Regions from separate parts of the Sus scrofa genome. Here all the other regions are linked to region 1. A link is a contact called in public Hi-C and HiChIP or PLAC-seq data. All regions are on one chromosome and are shown on one strand. Each heading gives the region's core, a stretch centred on a gene start, on an enhancer-like site or on the middle of the called end of the contact. The rest is flanking DNA. Distances are from core to core; before and after follow the strand shown. Region 1 holds the start of PYGL (glycogen phosphorylase L). Region 2 holds the start of C1H14orf166 (chromosome 1 open reading frame, human C14orf166). Region 3 overlaps LOC106509105 (a long non-coding RNA gene). Region 4 holds the start of SOS2 (son of sevenless homolog 2). Region 5 holds the start of L2HGDH (L-2-hydroxyglutarate dehydrogenase, mitochondrial).

The links. Hi-C and Micro-C count contacts between places; a contact is called where the count stands out from the background. HiChIP or PLAC-seq counts read pairs in DNA pulled down with a chosen protein or histone mark.
Region 2: a Hi-C map of liver shows a contact between it and region 1, with 6 times the contacts expected there. The contact joins the promoter of C1H14orf166 here to the promoter of PYGL in region 1. A contact is called at or near these places in 2 of 47 Hi-C or Micro-C datasets (heart right ventricle and liver).
Region 3: a contact with region 1 is called in a Hi-C map of embryonic fibroblasts, with 6 times the contacts expected there. The contact joins the enhancer-like site here to the promoter of PYGL in region 1. A contact is called at or near these places in 7 of 47 Hi-C or Micro-C datasets (embryonic fibroblasts, fetal skeletal muscle, fibroblasts and 4 more) and 1 of 2 datasets of contacts at active chromatin or transcription factors (skeletal muscle).
Region 4: a Hi-C map of liver shows a contact between it and region 1, with 6 times the contacts expected there. The contact joins the promoter of SOS2 here to the promoter of PYGL in region 1. A contact is called at or near these places in 1 of 47 Hi-C or Micro-C datasets (liver) and 1 of 2 datasets of contacts at active chromatin or transcription factors (alveolar macrophages).
Region 5: a contact with region 1 is called in an H3K27ac HiChIP or PLAC-seq map of alveolar macrophages. The contact joins the promoter of L2HGDH here to the promoter of PYGL in region 1. A contact is called at or near these places in 1 of 5 promoter capture datasets (liver), 2 of 47 Hi-C or Micro-C datasets (both in liver) and 1 of 2 datasets of contacts at active chromatin or transcription factors (alveolar macrophages).

What each region holds. Positions count from the first base shown.
Region 1 is chr1:180,702,342-180,705,723 of Sscrofa11.1, reverse strand. It overlaps PYGL (glycogen phosphorylase L), which reads left to right and starts at 1,600. Exons shown (of 21, transcript NM_001123172.1): 1 at 1,600-1,842. The coding sequence starts at 1,600.
Region 2 is chr1:181,679,805-181,683,186 of Sscrofa11.1, reverse strand. C1H14orf166 (chromosome 1 open reading frame, human C14orf166) reads right to left here and starts at 1,819. Exons shown (of 8, transcript NM_001243494.1): 1 at 1,665-1,819. The coding sequence starts at 1,725.
Region 3 is chr1:181,427,449-181,430,830 of Sscrofa11.1, reverse strand. The region is part of intron 1 of LOC106509105 (a long non-coding RNA gene); the gene reads left to right. Among named protein-coding and RNA genes, the nearest start is that of GNG2, 56 kb to the left of the region's middle. Within about 2 kb of position 1,685, at least 18 of the 83 cell types and tissues checked have an H3K27ac peak or open chromatin away from gene starts, as enhancers often do. A contact at or near this core is called in embryonic fibroblasts, mesenteric adipose tissue, omental adipose tissue and 1 more, where this site is marked.
Region 4 is chr1:180,013,408-180,016,789 of Sscrofa11.1, reverse strand. It overlaps SOS2 (son of sevenless homolog 2), which reads left to right and starts at 1,849. Exons shown (of 23, transcript XM_021101439.1): 1 at 1,849-2,260. The coding sequence starts at 2,174.
Region 5 is chr1:180,067,370-180,070,751 of Sscrofa11.1, reverse strand. L2HGDH (L-2-hydroxyglutarate dehydrogenase, mitochondrial) reads left to right here and starts at 1,584. Exons shown (of 10, transcript XM_001926818.5): 1 at 1,584-1,826. The coding sequence starts at 1,687. ATP5S (ATP synthase subunit s, mitochondrial) reads right to left here and starts at 1,595. Exons shown (of 5, transcript XM_013993389.2): 1 at 1,445-1,595. The coding sequence starts at 1,580.

The sequences.
Region 1 (3,382 bases), core at 351-2,850:
CAGTAGGGTATTTTGACAAGGCAAGCCTGGGTCTAAGAGTCAATAACCCCAAATTCCTGAGTCCTCAAAACCTGAACTGAAAGCAAAGGGCACCCTGGGGTTCCTTTCTGAGGTCCAGGATCCAAGATGGGAGGGGCGCCAAGGACTTAGAGGGACATTCAACAACTGAAATAAGAGTGCAGACACTCCCCCACCCCCATCCCTGCTGAAGCTTGTGGTAGAACCCACTCCAGGTGGGAAATAACAGCAATAATAACAACATAGCAAATAAATCTCTGTAAAACAAAAGTTTGCCAGCAACACGTTGTTACCCGAATGGGGTTTGCCTCTTGGTGGGTGTCAGCCAAAAGACACAGCCAAGCCAAATATGCAGATAAGGAAACAAGTAAACAGAATACCAGGGATCTTTCCCAAGCAGTATCTCTCCCAATGGCAAAATGGGGGAATTTTTTTTTTTTTTTTTTTTTTTGTCTTTTTAGGGCCGCACCCACAGCATATGGAGGTTCCCAAGCTAGGTGTCCAGTCGGAGCTGTAGCCGCAGGCCTACGCCACAGCCACAGCCACAGCAAGGCAGGATCCAAGCCGAGTTTGCGACCTACACCATGGCTCATGGCAACGCTGGATCCTCAACCCACTGAGCAAGGCCAGGGATCAAACCCACAACCTCATGGTTCCTAGTCGGATTTGTTTCCGCTGCACCATGAAGGGAACTCCAAAATAGGGGAATTTTTAAGCTATGGGTACATGCATATCAGGAAGGGGCTTGGGCTGAGAACTCAGGAAAGAAATGGGGTAAATGTAAACAGAGTCCAAGCTTTAGTTGAGTAAAGTCTGGAGGGTCAGCGTCATCATGCCATCCCCCACCTGGATGGGGGCCTTAGTTCCTGCAGAACATAAAGGGTATGGGATTGTCAATATATCTGGAACTGGACGGTTTTATTGCTGACCTCCTGTTTCTTGACCGCTTTTCATTTGTTCCTGCATTCTCTTATTTTCCTTACTATCCATAGTTACTGAGACCTATGCAAGGGCTTAGCAGCTTACATCACAAAGGGGCTTAGGCCAAAAATGCCTTCTTTTATTTCAAGAAAGCCGTGCCTGGTTCTCTTTCTCCAGGGGCTCCCTACCTTATCTGCTTACCACGCTTTCACACACTGACATACTTCTAGTACCCAAGACTTTAGAGTGAGGAGACAGAACCAATGTCCCATCCACCCGCTCCCCCGCATCGCCCCAACAGACACATAATCCACAGATCCGGAAGGGAGCCTCGCACTCTTGTGCGTCACCCAAGGTCCCACCTTCTGCCGCCAAGAGGGTTCAGCCCCTCCTGGCCACCAGCCAGGCAGGAAGGCTGAGCACGCTCGCCCTCAGACCTCAGCTACCGCCCAGCTCCGCCCAGAGCCCCGGGAGGGGCCGGCCCTCCCTCCGCTGCGCCGGACAGTCGTGGGAGCTGGAACCCGGGCGGCGCCGTGCGGAGGGGCAGACCCCAAACTTTCCTGAGACTCAAAAGCGGCCTGCGGCGCGAAGAGGCTCCGCCCCTGTCCTGCCACCCGGCGCCTTGGGAAGCGCGTCCCGCTGGCTGCGCTGCCCGCCGCCATGGCCAAGCCCCTGACAGACCAGGAGAAGCGGCGGCAGATCAGCATCCGCGGCATCGTGGGCGTGGAGAACGTGGCCGAGCTGAAGAAGGGCTTCAACCGACACCTGCATTTCACACTGGTCAAGGACCGTAATGTGGCCACCCCTCGCGACTACTTCTTCGCGCTGGCGCACACAGTGCGCGACCACCTGGTGGGGCGCTGGATCCGCACGCAGCAGTACTACTATGAGAAGTGCCCCAAGGTACGAGCCCGGCGCCGCGCGGTGGTTTCCTTGCCGCCCATGCACCGGTCGCACCCTTCCGGGGCCGCGCACTCCAGCAGCCGGCTGTCCTGGCGGCGTCCGGGGCCGTTGGGAGGAGCCCTCGCTGTGACCTCTCCTAACCCGGCTCTCGCTGCCCGGGAAGTCCAGGGCAGTGTCTGGGCGGCGGCTGGGCAGCCCGGGGGACAGATCCGGCACTCCGCTAACACCCCACCCCGAGCGTCATCTCACCCAAACCACAGCTCTGCCCGCCCCCAGGGACCGTCCCGAGTAGATGGCTAGGCCTCCCTCGCCTCTCTGCTTAAATTCATTAACTTTTTTGGTGCATCTACTCTTAAGGTTTTAATCCAGAGGTAGCTGGCGTCTCCTGGGTGCCAGGCACAGGCCCCAGATAGTAGGCCCTGAACAAAGCGGTTAATGCCTTGCCTCGGGGAAGCTCAATGTTTAGGGAGGAGAGACGAATGCAAAGATCGTCAAAGGGCAGTAGGAGCTGAGGGGGCAGGTGGGCCAGAGTTGGAGGAAGGTGCTTTGAGGACTAGGTGGCCTGCTGTAGGCACTGCCTGGGTGTGGTGGAGAGGGAGGATAGAGTTCTCCCCCATCAGAGCTCTGTCCCCACCCCTCCCCTGCTTTCCCCAGTTCCTGGGAGTCGGGCGTGGAGGACTTGGCAGCCCTTTTGTTGTTGTTTTTTGTTTTGTTTGTTTGCTTGTTTGACCGCCTCACTCGGCATGTGAAAGTTCCCAGGCCAGGGATTCATTCGGTGGCACCACAGCAGCGACCAAGCCAATGCAGTGACAACGCCATATCCCGCTGCGCCACAGAAGAACTACCTCCTGGACTGACTTGAGTCCTGCGGGGTGGAGGTGCAGGGCCAGGCTACAGACTTGCTGTAACAGGCTGTTCACAGACCACCCCTACCCACTGCGCAGGGGCTGGAGTGGACGCTGCCTCATCACGGAGGAACACTCTACCTGGCCGATCTGGGAAGGGGAAAATTGAAGAGGACTTGGCAACCAGAGGGATTGTGTTGTGCAGAGACAGGGTGAGAGAGCAGCGCTGGCAGCTGCAGTGAGGGTGGGTGTGAGTCTTGGGAGAGGAAACTGGAAACGCTGGTTGGAGGTGTATTGAAAACCGTGAAAGATGGGGTAGATCCTAGAGGCAGTCGGAAATATATGTAAACGTTTATTGGCTTTTTTTTTTTTTAATATCTAAAGCATGAAAAAGAATAGTTCATGTTCCCAGTGCTCAAAGAACCTCTGAGCAAAAGAAAGTTCTCAAAGTAGAAACTGCAGCTGTAACAAAGCTTTCAAATGGAAAGTAACTTCCTCACCCCAGAGGCCTCTACCCAAAGGTAGCAACTGCTAGAAGACATCCTTAGAAAACACTTTATGTATACATATATTTACTGTATTTTTTATTTGGATGGAGGGGACCGCACCTTACATCAAAAGTTATTTTTTGTGGCTCAGCGGTAACGAACCTAACTAGGATCCATGAGGATACCGGTTCTATCCTTGGTGTTGCT
Region 2 (3,382 bases), core at 570-3,069, 980 kb before region 1:
CTGGCCTGAATTCAAATTCTGACTACACACATCTTGTGATTATGTGAACTTAGGCTAATTACCTAAATTTCTTGTGCCTCAGACTCCTGAGTTACAAAACGGGGGGAGGGAGGCGGGGGGGGGGGGAATAACAGGACTTACCTCACAGGGCTGTTATGAAGGTTAAGTAAATTATTTAAAGATTAAAAGTATCTGGCACATAGTTTTGCTATTAAAATATCAGTTATTTTCCAAGTTCCTTTGGGGAAGGGAGGAGGAAGAATTGGAAAACATTAAATTTACAGCAATAATAAAGTACAAGAAATTAAAGGATGGTTTTCCCATGTGGCTCAACAGGTTAAGACCTGACGTTTTTGTGAAGATTCGATTCAATCCCTGGCCTTGCTCAGTGGATTAAGGATCCAGCATTGGCACAACCTGAGGCATAGGCTGCAGATGTGGCTCAGATCTGGTATTGCCGTGGCTGTGGTGTAGGCTGGTAGCTGCAGCTCTGATTCAACAGCTAGCCTGGGAACTTCCATATGCCACAGATGCAGCAGTAAAAAGAAGGGGGGGGGGATGTCAAATTAAATGATAAATACAAAGGCGATACAGTCAACTACTACTGTTTACTATTACAGCATATTAAAACCATTCATGAAAAAGTTCATAGGTGTTCATGTACCTCACATTCTCTTGCGGTAGGAATATCCTTATCGCACAAGTGTGAAAATTGAGGCTCAAAGATTTGAAATCCAGCTCTAAGCTCTACTGCCTTGAACCTTTTTTGTTAAATAAAAGGCAAAGTAGAAAAACAAGAGTCTATAAATTGACATGCTTCTACAGGAGATCAACAAAACACTGTTAGACTGCTTGGAAATTATTTTCAATTTCAAAATTCAAGCTGGAATTCAAATTATGAAGTCTTGAGAATTTCACCATCTTCTGAACATGCCAGGTTGTACTTGAACACTTTCAAACTTACTAGTCTACTACAGGCTAAGAATTCTGGAAAAAAAACAAGTAGTGGTGGGTAGTAGCTGTGTAACAGTGGGGTAGCAATCTTAATACTTTTTTTTCTTCTACAATTTTAACACTGTGAAATCCCAAATACCTTCGTATTTACAATTCAACCGCCCCATTCAGCTGCTGCTAACTTTTTTTGCACGACCCACACACTGTAATTAGCCCGTTATTATACGCGTGTATCCCAACACTGCCAGCCCAGGACCTCATTAACATTTGAGCTCAAACTGCTCGGTGGGTTCTCACTGCCCACCCCGACCCCTTAGTTCCTGGCAGGCAGTGAACTAACTGGTGTTCAAGTTACGCCGCATCTTCCTCGGATTCCAGCACTGCGCTGGCCCCCAGCAGGTGCTCACGGCGTCACCCTGTGACCCGGCAACCAGCGCATTGAGGGCTAAGAGAAAAAAAGACTTTCCCTCTAGAGAGCTGAGGGTGCGGGCAGGAGGTGAGAGTGGTGTCCGGAGTTTAGCAAGGACACAAAGAACGGGTGACGGGGCTCTGAAGCCAAGGAAGCTTCAGGTGCCCGGCGGGTGGGAGAAGATAAGTCCCGGGGAGACAAGGCCGCGAACGGCCCGGGTAGCGTGCCCGGATGCCGGCGCCGAGGGAGCGGTGGCCCGCGGGGTCACTGACACGCGGCCGGCCCAAGGCCGCCGCCTCACCTTTGCAGTTGAAGCCAGCAGGATTGTGGTAGTCGAGGGCCGTCAGCTTGCGTCGGAACATGGTCCCAGTCTGCTCGCTCCGGTCCCCGGTCTTCAGCCGGGAGGGGAGAACCGAGGAAGAGCGAGCGGCGCAGGCACCGACGACGCGGCGAGAGGGCGTCGGGAGCCGGGACGCTCCGAAATGACGGCGGCCTTAGCCAATCCTGGCTTTAGGATCGGCAGCCGCCGGCCAATGCCCACCAATCGTAGCTCCGGTTGGGGAGGCGGGGCCACGTTGAGGCACGTCGACGCTCAAATAAACTTTATTGTCAGCTTACTAGTTGTGCATTAGGCAGAATGCAACTTAGTGGCCGGTTACCTGTTGTTTTCCTCGCGGTGTTGATACACCCCGCAGAGCACGGTATACTTAGATTCTGCTATCGCCATGCCTCTTATTGAATCGTATAATCTGTTTAGTATTTTCAGCGTATTCACCCATTCATTGAATTATTACATGCCTCCTTCTAACGCTGCTAATAAAAAAGACTTTTTAGCAAGGTCCCTTTCTCACTAAGTAGGGAGTGATCGACAGGTAAACAAACAAATATAATACTGTATAATAGTTCCAGACATCACTAGCAGCTATGGAATCTTGAAGCCAAAAACCTGGACTTATCCTTCACTCCCTATCAACCTCAATTACAACATCCAATACTTCATTAATTCATGCTGTTCTGTCTCTCATGTCTTTCTCAAATCCCTCTCCTCCTCCCAACCTCACTGATGCTACCTCAAATCAGGCCTTCATCATTTTTGCTTATTCTATCTTATTTCTTAGGGCCAGTCTTGCTTTTTCCAATCCTCCCAACTCCACTCCCACCATCACAGTCAGCAATGATAGTGATTTTCTGAAACAAAAACCTGTTCATTACCGTTTAATGCTTAGTATCCTTTTGTGGGTTCCTGCTGCCTTTGAAATAATCAAAACTTCAATTTATATATTAATATGCTTCTTCATTCCCCCAATCTGCATTCATACACTGGAGAGACAGCAGTGAGCAAGACCTACCAGGCCCGTACTCTCCTGAAGTTTAAAAGGTTGTTGAGGGAAGACAAAACAAACAAGTCTGAACTATGGCTTGAAGATGGTGAGGAGTTTGCCATACCATCAAAAGGGTAGCTTGCATTGAGGGAAGAAGACATACAAAGTAAAGGAGTGAACAGCAGCTGGGCCAGAGTGGCTAGAGCTTATGGAAGTTGGAGGGTAGAAGAGAATGACAGTGGATGAGACTTAGCCAAAGACCAGGGCCTGATCAAAAACGACCTTTCATGCCATGCTAAGGGGAGCTATTGATGTTCTTGGAGGCAAGCCAACTTTATATGCTTCATTTTATTTCAACAGATTATAATTAAACACTGTGCTGGTACTTGTGGGCCATACAAATGAGTGAGATATTTTCAGGATATTCAAGTATAAAAGCAAAATTAGACATGTAAATAAATACTTATAATCTAGAGTTAGAAAGTGATAAATAACGAGAAGTACAAAGTGTGCTTTCAGGTCAGAATACAGCTTTAAGGAGGCACTGTGAGACAGTCTGTATTTTCCAAATAAGATGCCTACTGATTGAATCAAAAAATCAGCTCCAGTGAGTTCCTTTTGTGGCTCAGAAGTAACAAACCCGACTAGTATCCATGAGGATGACGATTTGCTTCCTGGCCCTGCTCAGTGGGTTAAT
Region 3 (3,382 bases), core at 436-2,935, 730 kb before region 1:
ATACCACCATTAGTTTGGCCATTCACCCCCTCAAAGACATGTGGGTTGTTTCTAGTTTGGAGCTGTTAGAAATAAAGCTGTGACGAAGATCATGTAGACGTTTTTGTGGCCTAAGTTTCCATTTCTCTGGCATCCATGCTTAGGAATGCAATTGCTGTATGATCTGGTACGTGTATATTTAATTCGTTTTATGAGAAAGTACCAAACTACTTTCCCCAAGACTGCACGATTTGGCATTCCCAACAGCAATTTAGGAGAGATTCAATTTTCACCAGCATTTGGTATTGTCACTATGTTTTATTTTAGCTGTTCTAATAGGTATGTGATATAGGAAGCTTTGGATATGTTTTGTCTGTGGGTTTGTTTGGTGAAGGAGAGCCTTCAGCACATTCACGGGCTGAGGGGAAGGAACGCGCAGAAGGGATGAACTGAGGGTGCAGGAAGAGGAGGAGAATGGACAGGTCCTAACAACGGGAAGGGAGGGGTGAAGTGACGATTGAGCTTTGACAGCCATGGGCCTTATCCTCAGAGACAGGAGGAAAGGATGTGAGAGCACAGAACAAGATTAGAGGGGGAGGCCCTGGAGGATGTTGTCGCCTAGTGGGTGACAGTGAGCTCTGGAGTCAGGCTCATGCTGGGTCGGCTCCCCCACTTCCCAGCTATTTGATCTTGGATACAATATCTGTTCTCCCTAAGGGGTCAGTTTCCTCATTTATACAAAGGGGAAAGTAGTAAATAATGTTAGGATTATGGTGAGAATGAAGTAAACTTCTATGGGTTTGGCAAACAAGAGAGATGATGATAATCACACAGCAAATCAAAGAGCTAAACATGCCACATAAATTCAGAGTCCAGGAGTTCCTGTTGTGGCTCAGCAGGAATGAACCCAACTAGTATCCATGAGGATGTGGGTTTGATCCCTGGCCTTGCTCAGTGGTTAAGGATCTGGCATTGCTGTGGCTGTGGTGTAGGTCAGTGACTGCAGCTCCCATTTGACCCCTAGCCTGGGAACTTCCATATGCTGTGGGTGGGGCTCTAAAATGCCAAAAAAAAAAAAAAAAAAAAAAAAAAAAAATCAGAGTCCAAATAGTGTGATAGTTGTTGGCTCCTATGACTTTCCACAGCCTCCCGAAAGACTAAGAACTTGAAGGGAGGAGTCAGAGGCCTTATTTTTATTTATTTTGACTTCCTAGCATTCAGCTCAAAGCCTTCCTTACAGAGAGCTCTCAGACAAGTGTGCAAACACCTGAAGAGTCAACCCTGAACCAACTCAGGTCCTGCCTCTCAGGCAGAGCTTCCCTTCCACTGACTCTGGGTTGAACTTTCCCCTCTCTGAATTTGCTACCTTCTTTACAATAACTCAGCTTTTTTTTTTTTTTTTTTTTTTTGCAGTCACTGATTTGAGCTCTGTATTTCAGTTCTGGAAATGCAAACACACACTCTTATTCATCATTCAAGTCTGATAATCTCTTTCTGTTGTTACAAATGCCTAAGAATTAAAAAGGAGAGGGAGAGGGTGGTATATTACTGGAGAGACTTCTTTAAATTACCTGTTTTCATGACCACCTGCATCCTGGGAGAGGCTGAGCTTCAGCAAGTTGACAGGTTCCATGTCCTGGTGCTAAATGAGCCTCCCTTTACCAGGTGGGCAGAGGGAGGACTGCTGCCACGGTGAGGCCGGCTCACGGGCTCACTCACTCCTCTGTGGGTTCAGGTGCGCCAGCCGGGTGAGAGGCAGAGTGGACCTGGGCTGATGAGGAAAAGGCAGCGGCATTAGGGAGACTGTGGGTACACCTGTGACCTGTTTTTAGTTTGCGAATTCTGGCCACATCTCCAGCCTTAAAAAAACAAAACAAAAAACAAAACTCCTTGTCCTGCTCTCTTCCCTCAGATGAGATGCAGAAATGTAGCTAAAATGCAACCTAGAGATGTTTGGGGAGGGGCATTGACAGGATGAGTCAACAATGGAGGTCAAACAAGGAATTTGGAAAATCCATAACATACGAATATCTTCCTCCTCAAATCATCCTAGTTTTGGCAATAGAGCCTTTGGTTGCTGAGGTGGAGTTTGTTACAACATTTCCTGGCATCCCAAATAGCCAAAGGTTCTGGGTCCTTTGTACTAAACCACTCACTCTGACCACCAGGGGTCAGGCTGCAGCCAAGAACAGGAGGCGGACGCTCCGGAGCCCAGCTCTGTTTTCTGCCCCCAGGCCCTGCCTTGCTGACGAGACCTCACTCCAGACCCGAGCGCCTCCAGCAGTGGCTTGTGGGATTCCTTTCTCATTTGTAATAGAAGCTGCTTGGAGTTGAGTTAATTCCCTTTGTGAATCATATACTTCCTTCATTTTCATTTGTTAAGTTTAAGAACCACTCACATAAGAATCGTGTTTGGGGGGTGGGGAGCTTATTAAAAAGCAGATTCTGGGCACTGCTTATGGAGGCTGATTCTGGGGTGGAGGGGTTGGGCCCAAAGAATCTGCGTGTTATGCACACTCTGACTGGTTCTGAAGCAGTTGCTGCAGAACCACACTTTGGTAGAAGGCTTCAAGTTCCAATCCAAGCAGCCCCTGAGTGGAGCCTTCAGCTTTGTGCATGCCCAGGACTCCATGAGGACTAGGCCCATGTGTCCTGCCACCCCAGGACTCTAGGCCATCAGAGGCGTGGTCTCTGGCACATTAATCAACACCAAAGTGGGATGGGGGAGGCAGGAGAGGAAGAGAAATTCATACAGCTCAGTGCCCAATGAAGACCACTGGCAGCCCGCCCTGACCTCTACTGACATCCTTTATGCTTTACATTCCTCCTGACTGTTCCTGGGCACTGGTTTCCTTATTTGATTCCCTTTGATGTGCCTCTCTCCTCCTCATTGCTCAGAAAGAGTGTCCTGGGTTTGGAGATAGCTAAGCTACAGAGCTCAGGATAGTGTTTGCTGTCCTGCATTGGTGCTAAGACATGGTTTCCAACATGCGTACTTGATACACTAAGAAAGAGTTTTCAGGTAGGAATGGGAGCGAAACACACCCTCAAACATGCGCATTCACTGTAAGATGCAACCTAGGTCCAGAACAATAAAACATGCGTTTTATTTTTTGTATTTTTAGGGCCGCGCCCATGGCATATGGAGGTTCCCAGGCTAGGATAGCGGTCAAATCAGAGCTGTAGCCGCTGGCCTAGACCACAGCTCACAGCAATGCCGGATCCTTAACCCAATGAGTGAGGCCAGGGATTGAACATGCGTCCTCATGGATACTACTCAGGTTTGTTTCTGCTGAGTCAGGACGGGAACTCCAAGAAAACGTGCATTTTAGAATGGAGAGAAGCATCTCTCTTGTTCGCATAATCCAATGCTGCTTCATTCATTCAACTCAAATTCACAGGG
Region 4 (3,382 bases), core at 600-3,099, 690 kb after region 1:
TGTACAGTGTATCTTTGTTGCTAATCTATTAGAAAAGATTCTTGATTCAGGGAATACTTGGATTAGAAAAAATGATCTAAATTTTCCAACGCTGCCATTCTGATTTTGACAAAATAACAAATGGTGCCTGTTTTAAGGAAAGATAACTGCTCTGCTACTGATCCTGGAACTGAAGTGTAACACAGACCTTTTTTGCACCCTGTTTTTCCTTTCCCTAACTGCTGTGGCTGGGAGCAGTCTATTGTAATTCACGAATGTGCTCAGCATCTTTAGTGGGATGAAACGTTCATGTTAATGATCACGTTTTGGAGTTCCCTTCGTGGCACAGTGGTTAACGAATCCGACTAGGAACCATGAGGTTGCAGGTTCGATCCCTGGCTTTGCTCAGTGGGTTAAGGATCCGGCATTGCCCTGAGCTGTGGTGTAGGTCTCAGACGTGGCTCGGATCCCGCGTTGCTGTGGCTGTGGTGTAGGCCAGCGGCTACAGCTCCGATTAGACCCCTAGCCTGGGAACCCCCATATGCCCAGGGAGCGGCCCAGAAGTGGCAAAAAGACAAAAAAAAAAAAAAAAAAAGCACAAACAAAAAATAATGATCAAGTTTCCAGAGTCTTCATCGCAGGAAAGTCGGGACATTTTCGGGGTTGCTAATGAGCATGGCTGGGCCCCAAGGGCGGACACAGCTTTTGTGGGATCTGACACCACACCTACGCAATTTGGAGGACACCATTAAGAAAACAGTGCAGGAGTTCCCTTCGTGGCTCAGCGGTTAGCGAACCTGATTTGCGGTGTTTGATCCCTGGGCTCACTCAGTGGGTTAAGGATCCATCGTTGCGCTGAGCTGTGATGTAGGTCGCAGACGTGGCTCAGAACCCAAGTTGCTGTGACTGTGGTGTAGGTTGCCGGCTACAGGTCTGATTGGACCGCTGGCCTGGGAACCTCCATATGCCGCGGGTGCGGCCCTGAAAAGACAAAAGAAAAAAAAAAAAGAGAGAGAAGAAAACAATGCAAAAATATGAAAAGTTTTACAAAAACGATAATTTTGTGAACATAGGGGCTCATGCAAGTGAAGGATTAAGCCTAATTAACGTTGTCATCTGCCCCTTTTGGCCCTACTGTGCGCTAAGGGCTTTCCACGCCTCGCCTCCTTCAATCCCCACACCACCACCGTATGATATAGTTACTATTGCCCATATACAAAAACGCCATGTGGAACACAAGTACGTTAAATATCCTGTCCAGACAGAAAGCCCTTTTCTTTACAAATACCTTTACTGCTTCCCACGACTGGAGTCCTTGGGCTCGAGGAGTAGCACCGACTCAGGATTGTCTGGGGAAGATCAAGAGGGGGGAGAGTGTGTGTAAAACGCAGTCAGCAAGCAGGGAAGTCTATGTGGAACAGACGCCCATTAAGCGTCCAGGACAGGGGCGCTCCTGGGGCAGGGCCCGCGCGCCTGGCCGGCGCCTCTGCCACATTCGCGGCGCGCATGCTCCGTGCAGGACTACTCCGGCTCCCAGGGATGAGTGCCGGGCGGAGGGGGCGGGCCGAGCCGCCGCTGCTGGGATCCGGAGCTCCGCGGCGGCCCTGGGGCGCTGTGCGCGGCTGCTGAAGGGGCGGCGGCGGCGGTCAGCGCTCTGCGCGCTGCAGTGTAGCTCGCTCGTTAGACGCGCACGCCCGCTCGGTCCCCAGGGCCCTCTGGAGGTGACTCGGGCGGGCCGGGCCGGGCCGGGCCGGGCGGCGTTTGCCGGTTGGGAGGGCGGAGGAGAGGCGATGAGGAGACAAGCCGCCGCTGTCGCCGTAGTTCTCCGCCCGCCGCGGCCGTAGCGGGAGTCCGAGCAGGGTCCAGGCCAGCTGAACCCCCGCCGGGCTGCGAACGCAGACAAAGGAGGAGGAGCCGCCCGAGAAGCGGGCCAACGCCGCCGGGAAAGGAGGCCGCCGCGCTTCCTCTGCGGACGCGGCGCGAGGCGAGGCCGCCCGGGCCGAGGAAGCCGCCCCCGGAGCCCCCGCCCGCCGGCGCCGCCTCCGAGCAGCCTCGGCCGTAGCCCCGGCCCGGGCGGGAGGCGGCGGCGGCGGCCGGCGAGGCGACGCAGCCAGAGCCCTGCCTGTCAGGCTACCGGCCCGGCCCATTTCGGCCCGCGGGCCGACCCCGATGTGGAGGCTCTGCGGCCGGGGCCATGCAGCAGGCGCCGCAGCCCTACGAGTTCTTCAGCGAAGAGAACAGTCCGAAATGGCGGGGACTCTTAGTCTCGGCCCTGCGGAAGGTCAGTGCTGGTGTCCGATCGGCCGCGGGGACCGAGGGAGGTGACGGGGCCGAGAAGGGCGCCTGGAGGGCGGGGTGCGGGCCGCGGCCCCTCGGACTCTCTGATGGGGAGCTGTACGTCCTCTCTGCGGGTCCGAGGCCGAGCGCTTCCTCCCCGGCCGGTGGCGGGGCGGGGGGGGGGCGGGGGGAGCTCGCGATTGCCTGTTGCATCCAAAAGGACGTTTATCTCAAGTTTTTGCCTGGCCCCGGAAGGAAGGTTTTGTTGTGATCATAAAACTGGATTTCATGTTGCAGTCATTTCGTCAGGCAACTTCCGCCGTTGACCAATTTGTTGTCCTCAGGCTGGATTCAGGGCAAGAGAAAGTCCCGCTGGTATTTAGTTTCTAAAACAAAAGCACATTTTCAGGCCAGGTAATTAACTTTTAATTAAGTTCTTTGGGGCTGTTCCCTTCGGCAGTTCGCTCGTGAAGGGTGTCCTCTCACTTAAGAGGTAGTCCTTTTTTTTTTTTTTTAACAATAAGATGGATGCGTTTCAGGAGTGCGAAATGTCAGTGAGCCATGATATTTGTAAAAACAATTCTTGAGGTAAGTTTAAAGTGCCTTCTCCGTTCCTGCAAAAGGCATCCCACCTGTTTACGAGCGATTTCCCCTATAAAATTCGGTCAGTTTCTTCACTGAGTGCAGTTTAGAGTTTAGAATCATTTTAAGGGGACAGAAAAGGAGCAGCTCTTAAAAATTAGTCTTAAGGTTGGGTGCATCGCTAGGGTGCATCTCTCCTGTAGATGATGTCAGTTTTCATCTGAATTTAGGTAATAATCATACTGTCATTTTTATATTGAAACCTTTTGTAAGATCAAGACAAATTAAAGACTGTAAATCAGTGCAGGAAAAGATACCAAACCTGCTGAACATGGGTTTTCCGTGCCATTGATGCAGATGCCTTTTGTGCAAAATAACTAAGAATAAATTTTAAAATAATAAGGAAAGAATAAACATTAATTTAAAAGACTGCCCTTGGAAAATAATTTCTTTTCTTTTTGTTTTTTTAGGGCTACACCCACGGCATATGGACGTTCCCAGGCTAGAGGTCGAATTGGAGCTGCACCTGCCACAGCCATGCCAG
Region 5 (3,382 bases), core at 335-2,834, 630 kb after region 1:
AGAAGAGAAAGGGGAAGAGGGTGTCCCGCCAGCAGAGGGATCCTGGTGGTGATGGCACTGTGCTACAGCTTGACTTGTGGATACAAGAATCTACATACATATGCCATAGAAGTATTCAGAACTACATACATACATGTAAAACGAGGGGTACCTGAATAAGATCCATGGCCTGTGTCGATGTCATTTTCCTGGTTGTGATATTGTATGATCATTTTAGAAGATGTTATCACTTGACTGTTTCTTACAACTACATGGGAATCTACAATTAGCTCAAAATGAAAAATCGAACTAAAAACTATTTCTTTTTTTTTCATTTGTGATGAACGAGCAGGTAACATTCCACAATGTCTTCACAAATAAAGAAAATATGTACAACTGTCCAGGTGATAAAACCATTTAAACATAACAAAAGCCATCATTTTATTGAACACTTTTCTGTGCTAAACATCTGATAAGCCTTATATCATATAATCTGCAAAAAAAGCCCTATGAGGGAGAACTCCTAGTTCACAGAGGAGGTTCTGAGGCGAAGAGGTGAAATGACTTCCCCAAGCTACCTGATTAATAAGTGGAGCCAAATTCAGAGAGGTATCAAGCCCTTCCAGCAATAAGGCTACATCATTCTATTTTCGTTCCCTTCAGCTGTCCTGACCCTAAAGATTAAAAACTTCCATCAAGCATAGGGAGCATAGCGATAAACAGGCATAGCGATACAGAATCACGTAGTTTTACAAAGGTCTTTCAAAGATCACATAGTCCACTTCCTTCATTTTACAGATAAACAGATCTGAAGTGACCTGCACAGGTGAGTCGCTATTCTTAGCCCCGCACAGCATATTTAAAACTGTATCTCGGTCCAGGATTTAAGAAAAGGAAACAGATTGCTAAATAATTATAGAGACCAAGCCCTCTGGTTCACCAAGCCTCTTAATATTTAAAGGACCAATAAATGACTGAAAGAATGACGCGCTAGGAGGCCCATATATAGAAGTCCAGGAAACTGCAGGCTAACAGGCGTTGCCATGACAGACCCTCGGTTCGAATGAAGCTAGGGCGGGGCAGCGAGCGCCCCTACGTGGGTGGGAGACTGCGGTGCCCAGCAAAGGGCCTTGAGTGACGTGGAGAGGGGTTGAGAGGGGGTGGGGCCTCCGGTGCGGGGCGGGGCCTTGAGTGACGCGGGGCTGGGCTTCGAGAGTCGCAGACAGAGGGAGGTTGAGAAGGCGGGGCCTAGAAAAGGGAGGTTGTTGGGCCTGCCCAAACCAAAATTTTTTCCATAATCATCCCCCGACTTTCTCTCGCGGCCCCGAGTCCACTCGGCAGCGAAGTCGAGGACGCGAGAGTCGGCACGCCAGATTTTCAGTCTGCCCAGCTAGGGCAGAAGGGAAAAGGCAGAGCGTAACCACCCCCTAGTCCCGCCCCGCTCGGGGACTAGCTCCTTACTCACAGCGTCGAAGGGAGGGAGGGAGCGAGTGAGCGTCCCTGGCGTCTACGGTAGCGCCGGCCTGCCCTTCGCCCTTTGCCGCGCGCGCCCATTGGCCATTAATGGCGGCTCCCACGTGAGGCAAAGGCGCGCCTCTCATTGGCCCCTGCGCAAGAGGCGGGGCTAGACAGCACTGGGACTTGGGCAGTGCTGGGATCCAGGGCCGCTTCTGGGGCTTGAGGCAGGGTAGGAGTGGGGCACCGGTGATGGTGCCGGCGCTGCGTTACCTGGGCAGCGTCTACGGACGTGCCCGCGGGGCTTTCTCCGGAGGCTTCCTCGCTGCTGGCGCGCCCGCGCCAGGGAACCTCTGGCTGTTGTGCCAAGGTGGCCGCAGAGCCAGCACCAGGTGAGTAGCCGCTGGCCCGCCCCCGCCGCTTGCGCTGCTTCTCTCAGAAGTGCCTGGTGCTGGACCTCTGCCCTTGCTCTGTTTCCCTGTCCTAGGCGCGAGAGAAGGTCGAGATCTTGTGCAGCCCGGGCTCCAACCTCTGATCCCAGGAGCTACCTGCTGGAATCGTTCGTAGTGTCTGTGAGGAAAAGAGTAAGAAAGGCAGTGTTGAGTAGAGGTCAAGAATACTTGAGGCTTTGAATACAAATCCACCACCTCCTAGTCCACTCTGGGAGGGTTACTTAAGCTCCTTAAAGGCTCAGCTGTGAATAGGATCCTAGTCTATTGCGTAGGTGGTCGTTTGCGGGATTAAAGGACCTAGCACACTGTAAACAATCAAATAGGCTGTTTATTCGCTGGCCTCCATGGTTTTACTTGGAAGGTCTGAAACCGGTCTTAAATCAGTTCTTGGCACACACATGCTGCATAGAGTTGCCCCTGTGAGAAGCAGCTCAGTTAGTTGCTAGGCAAACCCTGCAGAATTCAGCATCCTGTGATTCGAAGTTTGGAGACTTTCTCTGCTATCTGTAGAGGGAATGGTTTATGCGAAGGTTTCAAAGCTGGAAAGTTCTTGGTTGTTGAGAGAACTAGAATGTGAGCAAGATCAGTGTGACTGGAGCTTAGAGGAACAGAGACCGTGTGGAGAGGGGCTGCACCACAGCAGGGTTTTTGTGTTAACTATGTATGAAACCTTGTTCTAAGACCGCTAGGAGTCTTTTAGAGGATTTCTAAGAAGTGATTAAATGTTGATGTTTCAAAAGTTGACTCTGGCTGCTATGTATTAGTAGATTGGAGAGGGGTTAGAGTGGAATAGGATTTAGTGATTCATCGTGTGGGTATGTAGACAGTTCTTTTAGGAACTTTTTCTTAAGAGAAGAAAAGTAAGGTGAGTGAAGTTTCATTTATACTTTTTATTTTGAGGTAATTAAAGATCCATAGGAAGTTTAAAAAGAGCAGAGAGTACTCATGTAGCCTTTTTCACCCAATTTACCCCAATAATAACATCTTACATAACTGTAATACAGTATCAAAACTAGGAAATTGACGTTGGTACAATCCATAGACCTTGTTCAGATTTCATCATTTAAATGCACTCATTTGTGTATTTGTGTGTGTTTCTATGCAGTTTAATCACATGTGTTAATTTGGGTAACTGCCACCACAATTAAGAAACAAATGTTCCATCAGTACAGAGATTTTGTTACCCACCCCTTTGTGTTCACACCTCATCTCTCCACCTTTTCTCACCATTGGCAACCACAAATTTTTAGCTCTATGGTTTGGTAATTTTGAGAATGTTATGTAAGTGGAATTACACAATACGTAACCTTTTGAGATTGGCTTTTTTCACACAGCGTAATATCCTTGCAATCAATCCAAGGTGTTGCCTGTGTTGATAGTGGGTTCCATTTAATTGTTGAGTAGCACTCTGTGGTGTTAGATGTATTACACTTTGCTTAACCAGTTGAATGGTATCTGGGCTATTTCCAGTTTTGACTATTATGAATAAAGCTGCT